Regions from separate parts of the Mus musculus genome. Here region 2 is linked to region 1. Evidence: chromatin contacts called from public Hi-C data. All regions are on one chromosome and are shown on one strand. The core of a region is the stretch at or near the end of the contact, and the rest is flanking DNA. Distances in the headings are between cores, read along the strand shown.

Region 1 (5,373 bases), core at 1,882-4,381:
AGGTTTCCCATCCATTAAATGTGATTCAGTGAGATGATGAATTCGAAAACTTTTAAACATTAAAAATACCAAAGAAATAAAAACTGTTTCCATGCTGAAGGTCATAAACTTTAAAACTTGCCTGGTGAGGACCAAGTCGGAGTCAGCTGTCACAAATTTCTGAGTGTTTGTGAGAAACTGAAATAATATACGATAAATAAAATTTAAAAGATGAAGTTGGAGCATCACCCCAAGGAAATTCGGATTTCATGGATGAACAAATGACATGCTCCACTTTCAAAGGACAAGTACAGGGTCTGAACTGAAAGCCAAACAACTAGTAACAAGAGATGAATTCACACTGGCCTCACACCAGACTAAACTGTAGCTTTAATCCCATGAAAGATCAGGCAAAAGAAACTCTTGTGGGAGGTGGAGTTCTCAGTAGTTTGCATGAGTGGACCATGTAAGCAACAGGTGACAGGTTCCCCGGGCAGCATCTCTAGGGTCTGGGCCTGCCTTCACTTCTAGGAGCAGCTGGAACAGCTAATACTGAGCAGTAGAGCTCTGTGGCTTATGACACATGTGGTAGTCAGGCAGCGACTGATTACATCACCTCTCCAGCCAGAAACCCCAGCTGCTGTGTCAAGGATGTTAAAAATGGAAAGTGCACCACAGCTGTTGGTAGCTTTCTCCCCAAGCATCTTAAGAAACTGGGAGGCCAACCTTTGTAATGCTGCCAATTATGCAATGCTCTGTAGGGGTGAACCTTGGCCCCAGGAACTCATTCTACAGGCTTTTAGAAACGCGGCCATGTAAATTTCTCTAATGGAAACAGCTGGAGAAATAGAGATGTTGAGCCCATGAGGACATCAAAGGCCCCACTGTGTGGAAAAGCCCCCACACAGGAAAATGTGTGGGCCTGACTCCTTCCATTCTGGAAGGGGAGGCCTGAGTTGCTTGGGCTGGGATGAGATGCTGAAGATCTGAGAAGAGAGACAAGAGCATTGAGGCTGAGAGTTATTAGGTAGATGCCCCTCACGATGGCATGCTTAATCTGAAGGCACAGAAGGTGATGATGACTAGGAGATTTGTCCCCATCCTGCTTTCCTTCAGACATGCCAACAGGGCCACTATGATACCAGAAGTTGTCAAGCTTACTGCAAGATACATGCAGAGTTTTTTGTTGTTTTCTAGAATACTGTCCAATGATTGGAGAACTATCCCAGAACCATTCTCTGTTCTTTGTGAGAGACTTTAGGCCAACATTCCTTACATTGCTTAGTCTTCCTGCTTTCACTATTCCCCAGCATCAAAATTACACTTAAAGTAACTATCTCAAAACTCTTTACATTGCCCAACATCCAACATTTCTAGGATGTTATCTGTCTCCATCCAAGGATCAGGTCAATAGGAAGACAGATGGTGTGAGAGTAGATTCTGGAGTCAGAACATTCTAGTTTCGAATCTTCACCCTACCCTTTACTGGCAATAAGGCTGAGTAACCTCAATGATTTATCTAATCTACCCACAGTGTGCATGTAGCAGTCAAAGACAACTTGTGGAGTCAGTGAGAACTGACTTCCACCTTTATGTAAGTTCAGGGATCAGAGAGCAAGGTTTGTATAGCAAGCCCCTTAGTCATCTCATCACCCTACATCCTCAGTTTTCAAATCTACAAAATGGGGTAGGTGTGTGGTGAGGCTTATGTTAATCTGTGTATTTGCACATATTTTCTCCCTTTCTATGTACCCCAGGATGTTTTAGATGGTAGATAAATGTCTGCATAAAGACTAGACCAGTACAAGTTATTAGAAATGGGGACACCACAGGCAAGCTCCCTAAGAAAGACCCCGTCTCTACCAGTTGATTTGGAACTATGTTCCTACTCCATCACGCAGCCAGTGTACTACACGGAGGATAAGGAATCCAATGTATCCTATTCAGGTGACCCACTGAGAACACGTGGGATAGTCCCTAGCTATTACTCTCAGAGTGCCCAGGTACTTTTAGGATAAACCCAAATCTACTGAATTAGGGGGAAGAAGGTTGGCAAGATGGCTCAGTGGTAAAGGCTAGGTAGAGGCTAGTAGCAGAGGTAGGCACACAGACTGGATGACTTTTGTGTTTAGATTTCTGAGTCACACAAGGTGACAGGAGAGAAGTTACTAGCAAGAGTTGGTCTCTGACCTCCACAGGTGTACTGTGGCACACACACACACACACACTCATAATACATGTGCACAAATGCATGTACACATACATACACACATGCATACATGCACACACACACACTCATATACACACGCACATAAACATGCTCACACACACATACATGTGCACGCACATGCACATACTCATACACACATGAACACATGTGTGTGTACACACGTGAAAATATTTTTTAAAAATGAAAGTGCAACTAGAGACATATAAAATAACACCAACATCCTTAGATGCAACCCTTCCTGAGAATTTGTTGGACATCATACTCTTTTTAAAAAGCATAATAAACATCAAGACACTTACACAAAATATGTTAAATTAAATTTAAAACAACAACGACAAAATAGTACCTCAAGCTCAACAAGCATTTTAGGTGTCCTTAGCTTACTATTTCTCTGGCTAACTGTATGAAGCCATCTATCACCCTGTGTGCAATTAGCTCATTGTGTAGATAAGAAGGTAAAACCATCTTGAAACAGGAAACCAATATCCTTCCTGTCTAATCAACAAATCTAAAAGATTTATTCTTTTCATCTATCTCCTCTTGCGTTTGTCCACCACAACAGGCTGCTTACAGGTTCAGGATGGTTTTGACAAAGAGAACATTTTCATGAGTTACTTTTGTGTCTCCACCCCAAAGAGGAAAATTTGTTTCATACAGAAGGCGTTCATTGTATGAATTAAAACTGCCACCTAAGTGTGGGCTAACCCGACCAAGAGGGATTTCACCTAAATCCATTCAGTCAGTGTATGGGGGTTTAAAGAAATTCCAGAGAGTCATCAGAAGAGGAAAAACAAAGGTAATGCTTTCTGCCACACAGGTAGACTCTTTGAAAATATGTGTAATATGTAAAACATCGTGACACCCCCATATTATTTTTCCAGCATTAACAGTATAAATTGCCTCCCATGCTGAAGAGCTGCCTATCACCCTTGCTAATCACTCCTCACAGTGACCTCAAGTCCTGCAGGCATGTACAGCATGCAGCTCGCATCCTGTGTCACATTGACACTTGTGCTCCTTGTCAACAGCGCACCCACTTCAAGCTCCACTTCAAGCTCTACAGCGGAAGCACAGCAGCAGCAGCAGCAGCAGCAGCAGCAGCAGCAGCACCTGGAGCAGCTGTTGATGGACCTACAGGAGCTCCTGAGCAGGATGGAGGTAAGTGCACAGCCATCCCATCTATAGGCAATACCTTTAGCTTTCTTGCCAAAGGCTGTGTTTAATAACCTTTAATAATAATGTGTTACGCTTTCTCAGAATTACAGGAACCTGAAACTCCCCAGGATGCTCACCTTCAAATTTTACTTGCCCAAGCAGGTGAGTGAGTTTCTGTGTTTAACTGGTGCTCTAATGAATTCAAAGTAACATACATGTGTATAACGTGTAAATAACATGTGACCAGATGAATAGTACCTCATCTGAAGAAAATAAGTTTCTCTGATATCTCTCTGTAAAAAAATCTTGACAATGGTACTTCTTTTAAATGGTTTTCTTTACATTTTTCCTGTGTATTTATGTGTTGGGAAAGGGAATGAGAAGAAAATGCAAGATGATTGCATTTTGATGCTGGGATAATTTAAAGACTGTTGATTTCTGTTTTATGCTTGTCCTACAGATATTTGAGAGAGGTGCATTATTTCAGCTTCTTAAATGTAAAAATTGACTTGAGAGGGTCTCATTTTACACACACTTTACTGTTTTAAGAATGATTCCTATGACTGCATTTTTGAGGAGCAGCATAACCAATGTTAAGATTCTAGGGCCAATGATCTGCAGTGGAGTCCAGCCCTGCTAGGGCCTAGCTCTCATGGCCTCAGGAAGTTGTCTATGCTCATTCACCCACTTACATAAATGATCATTGCTATGCTTATCACTTGTCAGGTTTCAGAACAGTGTCTGGCCAACAGCACATAAACACACTATTAGTGCTAGAGAAGAAGTCCGAGATGTATAAAACAATTTTGGATTTATACAGTCTCTTTTAACTAGTGGAACTAGAGAGCTGTAATATTACTACATGATACTATCTCTCAATATTGAAAGGTTTTTTGGTCTCCTTTGGAGGCAGAATGTTGTGTGATACAAAACAGCTTACACAAGCTCTTAGAACTCCAGCAAGGGTAGAAATTTGCTCTAGTCCCGAAAGTCAAAAGAGAATGGATAACTTTGGTCCTAGAAAGAGCTTGTCCCAAGTAAATCCAAGCCTAGAGCAAAATGGGATCTAAGGGGACAAAGAGGCAGCTGTTGACCCATTCCTATTGAGTCAGGGGAACTTTGCCTCTAGCTGTTCTACAGGAGATGAAAAAGAAAGGCCCCAGTTGCTCTTCCAGCTTAATTACAGTCACATAATGTTCAGCTCCCACAGTAACAAACTGGAGAGTTCTGTGAGGGAAGGAGCTCCACACTGAATACCCAAGACACACCATAACAAGTTGGAAGGTCAATAGCAGACCAATCAGGAACTACGTGTTATCTTGTCAAACCTCTTCCTCTAAGGATTGTTAGAGAAACAACAGAGATCATGTTAATTTAGAGAGTGGTGAAATTCCTAGAAATCTAAGTTTTAAAATAATTATTGAAAACAAGAGTAATGTGGTAAATTCTGCTGATGTTTTCATTTAACCTGCATTCGGTATGTAAGATTTTAAAAACAATAGAAGCATGTAATTCAAAGGCTGTGGTTAATGAAAGGAGCGACCGACCGACCGGGCCACCCTTGCTCCCCGTTCATGTGGTTGTGGGAAAGACACTGATTGTGAGACTTGGTAAAATGGAGATAACACAGTTCACTGTAGACTTAAAGCAGCTGACTTTATGGAAATCATAGTGTACTATAGAGCTAGACAATATCCTTTTTCCCTGTATATGTATGTAAGTATGCATGATGTATTTAAACATTATTTCATACATGGATCAGAAAAATTCTCCCAAGTGTTCTGCCAAAATGTTATGACTTTTTTCATTGGGACAAATAGATTTTACATTTTATGTATGTATGTATGTATGTATGTATGTATGTATGTATGTATGTATGTATGTATGTGTGGAGGTGCATGTGTATCACAGTGTAACTGTGGAGGTCAGAAGACGAAATATGAAAGTTGGGCCATTCTTTCCACAATGTGGGTGGGTCACTGCAATTGAACTCAAATCATCAAGTTTGG
Region 2 (5,355 bases), core at 2,375-4,874, 150 kb before region 1:
AGGTAAAAAATAATTACATACATTTTTAAAACATCTCTAAAAATCAAATGAAATTCTGTTTCCCTAGCACCTTGTTTGTGATTGGACAGGGAACAGCACGCTGTTCTGGGCAGCCAGACCCCTCCTGGCCTTTACAGATTGGTCTTGGTCACTTTGTCTTTCCTGTCTACTTAAGCCAAATCCAGGGACTTACAACTTCGTGAATGTCTGGTGCATTTTCGAGCTTGTCTTTGCACACTACTGTACTGACCAGACCCCTCACTGTGGAAACCTTCACCTTCCCTCAGTGTCTCAGTTTCCCCCTCCCTCGGGGAGCCAGTTGGTGTTGTCACACATAGTGTGTAGCAGTAAATACACTGGATTTCAGCCATTCCTGTCTTATCAGTGAATAGCTGGAAAACATCATACCCATCTCATCGGCCAAGAGCTGAACATCAAGCTCATAGTGGAACGGCATGTGCAGATGTGAGGGACAAAAACTATTGTAACTTGAACAAATGGAGTGCAGCCTGTACCATGGAACTCATCTTGGAGGAGATGTAGGGTGATAATGTTTGTTTCATATAACCAAATATTATATAACTACTTTGTTGTTATAAAAGTAAGAACCAATAACTTATGAGCGAGTGTAAAGTGAAATAGAAATGAGTCATTTTCCAGGTCTCAAGAATCCTTTCCTGCTCTTCCAAGGCTTCTGTGAAAGATTTTCCCCGTATCTTGCAGAAATATCCGCAGTACCTATGTGTGTGTGTGCATAGACATCACACGACATTAAAATGCATGCTTCAGTTTTGCAACTGGAAATAGGTATGTTGAAATGCATTTTTATGCATAAAGTATAAGTCTATTACCATATAAAACATAAAGCATAATTAACTTATATAAAAATGTATCTCTATGTTGTGTCTTTGTATATATGCATATACATGTACATATATGTATATATGTAAATCTATCTATCTATCTATCTATCTATCTATCTATCTATCTATCTATCTATCCATCTATCACAGGTACCCTTTCAAATACCTCCCAAGTGACCAGATGCTCACATACCTTACATATCTGCATATAATTGTCATATAATTTGCATAGTATTTATGCAATCCTCTTGTGATTTAACTCATCTTTGGATTATTTACATCCAATGCAATATAAACAGTCATACTGGGATGTGGAGGGGATAAGGACAAGAAGGAAATCTGCAGTGGTGAAGAGCATATATATTGCTGCTGTAGAGGATCTGAGTTTAGTGCCCAGCACCCATGTCAGTAGGCTCCCAACTGCCTGTAAGTCCAGCTCCTGGGATCTGATGCTGTTTTCTGTGCTCTGTGGGAATGTACCCAGTTGGTATATATTCATACAGTGACATACACATATACACTTAAATAAAAATATTTTTAAAAATCTTTACTACAGACTCTGTATGTTCTCAAAGTACTTTTGACCAGTGGTTGAATTCATGGATGCAGAATCCATGGATATAGGTATATATGTGTGTTTGCATATATATATATATATACACACACACACATATATATATATATGCGCTACACAGATGATAGTGTTAATTTTGATCACATGTTAAAGCTGATGAAACGAGTCAGGTATCAATCCTTTTGTGTGTAAAGTTGATAGCTGGTTTATCAGTTGTACCCAGAACTATCAACGTTGGCTGAAATCACTTAGGTTTTGGTGCTAAGTTTTGAAAGGAACAACTGGCCTTTTTGATAGCACCTGCAGGTTAGGAGCAACATCTTGGTTATCTGCTGGCCCAGCATAGACGCCACTGGCATTTGTTGAGCAGGTCTGAAGCTGTATGTGGCACTTAACACTGTATCTCCCCTGCAGTCTCCACCCACGAGGAAGAGATGCCTTTTCTTGTGGAGCCCGACATTTAGAACCTCTTTTGTAGACACCATTTTGAAGTATACCATTCATCCCCAGCGCTTCTGATGTCCTCTTTCAGTTGCAAAATGTCAAACTAAAGCAAGCCTCTTAGAGGTTTCTACATTTAGACCTGGGGGGAGATGCAGGAAGTTGTTCTGTGCTCTGACACACGGACACACAATCTGCATAATCGTTGCTCTGCTGGAGAAGAAATAGGCATGCTCTCGGAAAGTGTGCAGTGCAAAGCCAATAAAACAAGGGGCTATGGCTCAGTAGGGTTGGTCTCTATCAAGACCAGAGAGACAGGCAGGCAGGCAGACAGACAGACAGGTAGGGAGAGAGGGAGGGTGAGAGAGAATGAGGAAAGGGGCGACAAAAGTAAGACAAGGGACAGCAACATAGGAAGATGAGATTCGAACTAAAGAATTCAACTCTCAAAACTTACGGGTACTCATTTGTGTTTTCTTTCTGTGCTGAGGACTGAACGTAAGACCTCATGTATGCTGGCTAAGTACTCTACTACTGAGTTGCACTCTGAATCGCTAGAGAGAGGAATCATTACAATTGCCCTGTGCATACGGTGTATGTGTGTGTGTGTGTGGGGGGGGGACAGCATTCTTGATTCCTTAGGACCAGCTTTCTAATACGAAGTCTTCCAAGAGTAGAATGGGCCACTTTGTGAGGTGGCGAGTTATATGATGCTGAAACTAGTTGAGCCAACCCACATAGAAGAAAGTCTAAGTGCCTCCCAAGCTCTCTGGCATTTCTATGTGACTGATCAGCACGTGGGCAGACTGTCAGGTGGGCTCTCTGTGGTGATGGGGCAGTTCTGTTCTACAGCGTGATGTGGCAGCAGCCAGCCATTGTACAGATGGGAGACTGACTTATGCATTTAACATAATGGCAATCAATTTACTCTTAACTAGTTGCAGATGGCTCCTCACGATCTAGAAATCTGATGTTTTCCAGCAATTGTTATCACTCACAACATCACCTGCTGTGCTGGACACTATTAAAATTGCTACACCAGGATATATTCCTGCTTTTAGAGTAAATATCCTTCAGAGAGGTATGGGCTTATGTAGAAATACTGAATCAGATAAGGTCTAAGGGGAGGCTAGCAATCAAACCCATGTCCAGTTGGGAAGTGCACACAGGAAGGGACTTCAGTGCAGAGCCATGGTTTTGGGAAGCAGATGGGTATGACTAAAGCTCTTGTCCCTTCCTGTCTGGGGTATAAGGTAAGCTGCTCTGGGCTCAGCCATGAAGGCGTGATGCTGCCCCTAAATAACGCTTCCCCCAGGGCTCCCTCCGTGGAGTGCTAGGTTTTTCAACAATGGTAGAGATTTCTTGTGATGCGATAAAGTAACCTCAAGATTCATGTCGCTTCACCAGAAACAGGAAGTTATTCTAGAATTTGTTGTTTCAGATCAGAAAGAGACCTCAGAGATTATATAATTGAATCCTATGTTGTATAGAGAAGAAAACAAAAGTCCAAAGCCCAGAGCAGACTCGGCACTTGCCAAGGTCACGTGGGTTGTTTTTAACAGTAGGATATTTTATTTGTGTAAATAAAGATGTAGCACACAGCAAATAACCATTCATCTAAAATCTAATCTTTTCCTTAAAAATAAAGACAAATATGTTCCTTTTGAATGCTGTAAGAGCTAAAGTCGGTCAGGGGTGTTGTCTGGGCTTTGCTAGTGTTCTGAGACACGAGACCTTCTCTCAAACCTGGGTATGTACAGGACTGGACTTGTGCCTGTACCTGCTTCAACAAGTTCATCACATGTGGGCCAGGAGACAATGACCCTGTGCACTCTTGTTCTCTCCAAGGAAACCCAATGTTTCCAGGAAGAAATTACCCAGGACCCCGTGCTTGCCAGGAAAGTGCTCTACCACTGTGCTACAATGAAGATCATTCTCCCTTCACGTTGCCTAGAGCCGCCCTGAAGTCTCCAGGAGGATCACAAAATCTAAACAAACAAGTTGTGTTTTCGGTTTGTCTTCTTTAAAACCAAACTTCACCCATGTGAAACTGGCTGGTGTGCTTCAAACAGGGAAGGCTTCTAGGTGCTTTCTGAGTTTGTTCTGACTCACGTCTTGGCTACCTATTTGTTCTCTGACATAGGGGGACTCTCTTCTCAGTGTAACCCATTGATTCTTGCCATATCCCCATTGTTTTTCCATTACCACATAAAGCTGTCGCCCAGCCCCTGGAACAGTTGTAGAATCTTGAAAACATTCAGAGGATTGTTTAATGCAGCACTCAGATTTTTGAAGTTCAGAAGTTCGATAAAAGGCATCAAGTGTTGTGTTGCACTCTGGTTTTTTCTTACAGTAACCAGTTGATTTTTTCACAGGGCTGCTGGCTTTCTCCTGGGGTTCTCTGGATCTAGTACAGCTCTCCAAGCCTGGAAGCCTCTCACTGACTCCTTAATACTACCTGTCAAACTTCCTTTTAGTTTACTCTCTACCTACATAACACATCATCTCTTTAGTCAGACGTCTTTCCTCATCATGGCCTCTTGTTTGGGATGCTCCTCAGGGCTTTCTTGTGTAGCACCCCACATCTCATCTCCACTCTCCACGGCCAGTAGGTCCTTCAAGAACAAGCTTAAAGATGTTTCTCATAGAAAGTGCCCCCATCTGAGCTACTAAGGCATGGGATCATTGAACTTCTCATGTTCTTTAGCTGGAATGCTGAGCTGCTGTCTCCAACCTTTCAGGCAGCTGATACCATTGTGGTACTGAGATGCAGTTAGCAGTGTGCAGTAGAAGACCATGTCTGGTCTACAAATTCTACTTTTGCAAACACCACACCCTTTCCTCCTGCTTTCCTGGCTGGCATCCTAGATAATCTGGAAAGTTCAAGTTGAAGCGTTACTGGAGGAAACAATATTTGCCCTATGTTACAACTCAGAAGGGAACTGACTGCCACTGTGTTCAGTCACAGAGATGTGGGATAGCATTTGGTCAGGTTAGTATGTATTGTTATTTAATTCTTACAACATCTCTATGAACTAGACAGCATCCCCATTAAAGATGGGAAACAAAGACTGTTTAATTACACTGGAACTGCTAGTATTTGAACCATGTCTGACTCTGCATGCACTTGCCTTTTTCTTTCCCCTTCCTTTTCTTCTTTTTGTGCCCCTCCCACTTCTTTCTTTCTTCAAGGGCTCTCATATTTAAGGATTTGCCTAAAAGGAACCATGTTATGCACCTAGGAAGAAATGCATCACTTCCACACACTGCCAACAGATGGCAGCAGCGGCTGCCTGTAGGTTAGCATACCCAGGGAAGGGGTAGGTTATCTTCACTTCTGTATGTGCACAGAGCTGGGACATGCTTTGTCTATTCTCTGAGAAGTCCTCTCAATAATTGTAGGTTTTAGGTTATTCAGACACATGGGTCATCTATAGGCCTCTCTTTTCAAATGAGTAAGTTAGTCCAGAATCATTT

The links. Hi-C and Micro-C count contacts between places; a contact is called where the count stands out from the background.
Region 2: a Hi-C map of Th1 cells shows a contact between it and region 1, with 2.9 times the contacts expected there. The contact joins the enhancer-like site here to the promoter of Il2 in region 1. A contact is called at or near these places in 2 of 484 Hi-C or Micro-C datasets (Th1 cells and group 2 innate lymphoid cells), 1 of 115 datasets of contacts at active chromatin or transcription factors (CD8 T cells) and 2 of 9 other capture datasets (adipose tissue and liver).

Annotation. Positions count from the first base shown.
Region 1 is chr3:37,123,712-37,129,084 of GRCm38.p6, reverse strand. Il2 (interleukin 2) reads left to right here and starts at 3,131. Exons shown (of 4, transcript NM_008366.3): 1 at 3,131-3,367; 2 at 3,467-3,526. The coding sequence starts at 3,179.
Region 2 is chr3:37,271,205-37,276,559 of GRCm38.p6, reverse strand. No RefSeq gene overlaps it. Among named protein-coding and RNA genes, the nearest start is that of Cetn4, 39 kb to the left of the region's middle. Within about 2 kb of position 3,624, at least 16 of the 459 cell types and tissues checked have an H3K27ac peak or open chromatin away from gene starts, as enhancers often do. A contact at or near this core is called in CD8 T cells and Th1 cells, where this site is marked.